Regions from separate parts of the Hordeum vulgare genome. Here region 1 is linked to region 2. A link is a contact called in public Hi-C data. All regions are on one chromosome and are shown on one strand. Each heading gives the region's core, a stretch centred on a gene start, on an enhancer-like site or on the middle of the called end of the contact. The rest is flanking DNA. Distances are from core to core; before and after follow the strand shown.

Evidence for each region. A called contact is a pair of places that touch in the nucleus more often than the background predicts.
Region 1: a contact with region 2 is called in a Hi-C map of leaf, with 4 times the contacts expected there. The contact joins the promoter of LOC123443146 here to the enhancer-like site in region 2. A contact is called at or near these places in 2 of 6 Hi-C or Micro-C datasets (leaf and seedling) and 1 of 1 datasets of contacts at active chromatin or transcription factors (embryo).

The regions. Positions count from the first base shown.
Region 1 is chr3H:105,845,432-105,848,131 of MorexV3_pseudomolecules_assembly, reverse strand. LOC123443146 (GDSL esterase/lipase At5g45920-like) reads right to left here and starts at 1,326. Exons shown (of 5, transcript XM_045119428.1): 1 at 958-1,326; 2 at 651-875; 3 at 509-576; 4 at 1-76. The coding sequence starts at 1,056.
Region 2 is chr3H:105,672,111-105,674,810 of MorexV3_pseudomolecules_assembly, reverse strand. The region is part of intron 10 of LOC123443145 (aarF domain-containing protein kinase 1); the gene reads right to left. Among protein-coding and RNA genes, the nearest start is that of LOC123443145, 7.0 kb to the right of the region's middle. Within about 2 kb of position 1,315, at least 1 of the 3 cell types and tissues checked has open chromatin away from gene starts, as enhancers often do. A contact at or near this core is called in leaf, where this site is marked.

The DNA.
Region 1 (2,700 bases), core at 77-2,576, 170 kb before region 2:
CGCCTGTGCATAAGTGCCAGCAGCTTCATTGGTTCTTTCAGGCTGTCTTGAAGGGTCATTATCTCCATATATGTCTCTGCATAAAAAGATATGGGATAGGTGTGGTTTGCATGCGAATCTGCTTTGCCAAAAGTTACAGTTTATAATATCTTTGCATGGAAGAAATCTTCAGGCCAGATCACAGGCCACAAAGTGGCAAGTGGATCTTCAGACTGTTGAAATTGTCATAATTTCGATTGAAAATACAGGGAACATACAAGGAACTCTACCTAATGAACTGGTTACATAGATCCACATAAGTCAAACACTAAACACGCACTGGATACCACATAAGTTCAGCCCAATTTCTTAACATGCGGTTGAGATAAACAGTTCCAGTTGACATATATCACTGTAAAACGCAAGCAACAAAAGTAGCAAAAGGAAACCCAAAAGGGAATCAACATAAGTACATAATGAAACCCATAAGAATATCCAGTGGGTCCTAGGTGTGGGGGCCATTGGTTACCGAATCCTTGCCGGCTCGTGGATCGGTGGAGGGGTGATGAGTATGACGGCAGCGGAGGGCCACTTATTCTGCAAAACCAAACCATAGATGAGTAATCAAAGAGGCAATCAGCATTCCTGTTCCAGGACTGTATGACCGCAACCTTGAAGTAGGCGCAAATCGCGCGTAGGTTGTCCTGGTACTCCCCGAGCGGGACGTTCTGGTGCGCCTGCGCCTGGTCGGGCAGGGTGGCGTCGTTGGCGCCGAAGAACACCGTCACCGCCGCCGGGTCCGCGCCTCCGTCGGCCGCCCCCTCCATGGCTCTGTCCAGCACCTTCAGCGCCCAGCGCGTGTTGTACCCGCTGAGCCCGCGCAGCACCACATCCGCCTAACCAGCAAAAATCCGATGTCACGCGTAAAGGCGGCGGCGGCGGCGCAACCGGCGAGGTGGGGAGGTGCCGCGGACGTACCTGCCTCGCGAAGTGCTCCGCGAGGGCGGCGCCCCAGCCGCCGGAGGCAAAGGACTGCTCGGTGATTGAGTCGCCGAAGAGCACCAGCCGCGGCCGCATCTTCTCTCCCTCGCTCTCTCCAACACGGATCACGGATCGGCCACTGGACTGGATATCACGTCGACTTCACGAGCACCTCGCTTCTGCTGCAGTGGAGTACAGTATTATACATACAGCCATGTGGTAGGTTGGGTGGCCTCTGGGGAGAGGTGGAATATTAGGTGAGCTCGTCGCGACTTCTGATCGGCAAGCGGCGAGGATTCGTCGGTACTCCCGAGTCCCGACGAGCGAGCATGTTCCGGCCGGCCGTCTGTTGATCTCTCCCTGTATGTGGTTGGACCGATGACTGGCCCATGATTTTCAACAAATATCGCCATCGCCGAGAACGAGCGGTTACCTAAAGAAAAAAATTCACTTTTAACCAGCTCCCTCTTACCTATAATTTTCACACGAGAGGTAAAAGTTTATAATAGATCTTAGCTGTTAATTTATTTAATTAATGATCTGATTAACTTTTAATTTTTATGTAAAAAGTGGGATATGAGTGAACGTGTTAATATTTGCTCAAAAAACTTAGGGACCTTCTGGTTTTTTGTGGCATGAGAGCACGTCAAGTGATGCATTTAGCCACCGTCACACTCGAAAGTTTTCTTTGGGTTTTGATTTTTTTTCTTTGTACGTGCTTTTTGGGGTTTATATGAGGTTTTTTCCAGGTTTTAAAGAAGAAAACCGTTTTGGGTGGAAAATTTTCTTTCACAAGAAAGTCGTCGTGCACTTCCATTAGAAGCACATATGTACTTCTATCATGAGAAGCATAATTCTTTAAAAGAAAAAAAATTATAACATGTGCTTGTACAGAAAGCACAGTTGTGCTTCCATAAGAAGCATAGCCTCGATTTCGTGATAAGCATAATCTGTACTTTTCAAAAAGTAAAAAATGTAACCGAGCATCTGGACTTTAGTTTTTTCCTCTTTTTTAGTTATTGGTTTTTCTAGGTTGTTGGTTTTTTCGGGATTTTTTGTTTTTGTTTTTGTTTGACGCGTGTTCAAGGGATAAAACACTTTAAATAAACAAATTTAAAAAATAAAAAGTTGTAGGTTGCATACGATGCAATGCTTCACTTTGTCAGCAAAGGTGGAGAATGTCACTTGGAAGGGGTAAACATGCCATGTCGAATGGCTTCACGCATGTGCCTTTTGCATCGTTTTCGTGCAAAATGTGAAGAGTTTCCTAAAAAAGACATGTATGGAAAGAAAGAAAGTAGTTTATTTAAACGATCTTATATTAGTTGACAGGAATAATAGGTTTTAAGATTAATTATTAAAATATAGGATACAAACTAACTCAGCCTGAGCTCATACGAGCTTGGGTGAACTTTTAGGATTAATTTCATTAACTAATGATCTGATTAACTTTAATTTTTATGTAAATAGTGGGATATGAGTGAGCATCTTAACAAAATTTGCAAAAAAAAAACTTAGGGACCTTCTAGTTTTTTATGGCATAAGAGCACGCCAAGTGATGCATTTAGCCACCGTCACACTCGGGCGTTTTCTTTCGATTTTGATTATTATTTTTCTTTGTACATGTTTTTGGAGATTTAGATGATTTCAAGGTTTTAAAGAGGAAAAAAAATTGGGTGAAAAAATTTCTTTCACATGAGAAACAAAATCCCTTAAAAGAAAAGAAAATTACAACATGTG
Region 2 (2,700 bases), core at 66-2,565:
TAGCAGGTCAGTGAGAAAAATAGATATCATGTGCAACATCAAATAAATGAACATGAAGAGGGGTAAAAAAAATAGATGATGTTAGTAGAACAATCATTATTTTGCATCCTTTAGGAAATGTGATCTTGTTTTTATAATTCCTTTTTAGCTAATTTTGTCTTTACCTATTAATAAAGCACCTATTGCTTCTGCGGTACGTCATTAAAATTGCCTTAAAATTGTTTAAAATTACTCACCAATGCCACCTATAAGTTATAAAAAACATTTTACAGGGAATCGTCGCATGGGCCGGCCCTAGCATAGGGACCAGCTATACTACGCTCTGCCAGCTGGAGAAGAAACAGAACGCCCATTTGGGCCAGCCGATGGGCGGGGGCCTTTTTTTTACTTTTTAATTATTATTTATCTGTTCCCTTTTATTTTTTCTAATTAAAATAAATCAAAAAAAAACTTTCGAAATTCAAAAATTATATATACATAAATTTCTGATAAAACATAAAATGTTTGCGGATTCAATAATTGTTCGGGATTTCTGTAAAAATGTTTGTATATTAAAAAAATCGGAATTTTCGAGAAAACATTCGTGAATCAAAAAAAGTCCATCATTTTGAGCAATTTCTTTAATGCAATTAAAAAATGTTTGATAATTCAAAAAGTGAATTATTCACCAATTCGCAAGAAAATACTTGAAAATAGTTCGTAATATCAAATATTGTTTAGAATTTTTTAAAAATGTTTACAAATAGTAAAACATGTTCTTGATTTTAAAAAGATTCCCAAATTTGTAAAAATGTTCATGAATGATCGAATGTATGTAGTTTAACAGTAATGCTTATGAGTCTTTCCGATTATATACCAGGGTGAATTTTGAAGAATAAATTGTCGGGGTGGATCGGAATATTATAGTATATTTTAAAAGATGTTTCTGAAAATTCAGAATAAATCTTTGAGTTACCATGTTTTTTGACAACCATGATATTTTTTAAAAATATGAACATTGTTTCAACTTGTGAATTTGAATAAAATTAAAATAAGAAATATTTTCTTGCATTTGTGAACAAATTTTCGAAATCATGCGATTAGATATGAACATAATGTGGTAATCGTCATAAAAAATGGTGTTTTTTTCTTCCGTTGCAACGCACGGGCCATTTTGCTATCTTTATCTTTATCTTTACCTATTAATAAAGCACCTATTGCTTCTGTGGTACGTCATGAAAATTGCCCCTGAAGTTTGCATAAATTACCCACCATTGCCACCGGTAAGTAATAGAAAACGTTTTAGAAAGCGAAAAATCTCGGACTGGGCCGGCCCATGTAAAAACCTCCTATATTATGCTCTGCACCCTGGGAGAATATCCAGCACACCTTGGGCTGGCCCATGCACAGGTGCCAGTTTTTTTAGTTCCGTTTATTTATTTATCTTCAGTTTCATTTTATTTTTCTATTTTAAATAATTTAGAACTTCAAATAACCTTTAAACTTTTAATAAACTTAACATTTTAAATCAACATATTTAAAAAAATAAAATGTTTGTGACTTTAAAAACTGCTCGGAGTTTTTGTAAAAAATGCTCGCATATACAATAAAATGTTTGCAAGTTTGAAAAAATGTTTGTAAAATAAGAAAAGTCCAGGATTTCAAATCAAACTCCAGGTATTTAACATTATTAAAAGCATTTAACAAAATGCTTTCTAATTCGAAATATGCCAATGCATTTAAAAAATGTCCTAAAAACTTAAAAATAGCTAATGCCTGTTTTGATAGTTTTTTTTTTTTCCTTTCCATTTTTTGTTTACTCTAATTTAAATAATTTAGAATTACAAAAGCATTTGCATATTAAAAAATAGGAATTTTGAATTAAAATGTTGACGAAAACATAAAATGTTTGTGGATTCAAAAAAGGCGCTGGATTTTTATATTTTTTTTTACAAATTCCAAAACAATGTCTGTGAATTTAATAAATATATTACTGACTTATAAAAATGTTTGTTTATTCAGAAAAACTTCATGCATTTCAAAAATGTTTGTGAATTTAAAGTAAAATCCTCCAACATAAAAAATTATGTTCGTCTATTCTAGAATTGGTCGCCAATTCAAAAGAAAATATGTAAACCCGTATGAAATATAAAAAAATATTCACGAGTTTTAGTAAATGTTTGTAAATTGTAAAAAATGTTCTTGATTTTAAAATTGTTCTCATATTTGTAAAATTGTTCATGAAAGATCTAATGTATGTAGTTAAACATTAATGTTTCTAAGTCTTTGTGAAAATATATCCGTGTGATTTTTGAAGAATTAACTATTGGATGGATCGGATTATTATTGTATGTTTTCTAAAAAAAATCTTGAAATTAAGAATAATTCTTTGAGTTACCAAGATTTTTGACAACCATGATATTTTTTTTTGAAAATGTAAAGATTGCTTCAACTTGTGAATACATTTAAAAGAAGAAACATTTTCTTGCATTTGTGCACAAAATTTTAAAATCAAGCGATGATGTGTGAATATAATGTGATCATCATCATTAAAGATTATGTTTTATTTCTCCCGTTGCAACGCACGGACCATTTTGCTAGTAACTAATAATAAGTGTCAACTGTACAGAGGTTTAAGAATATAAATGTGCATCCCCATTTTCCGTTGCAAGGATGGAACAAAGAACAGACATACAAAGCATAGTAAACGAACATGATGAT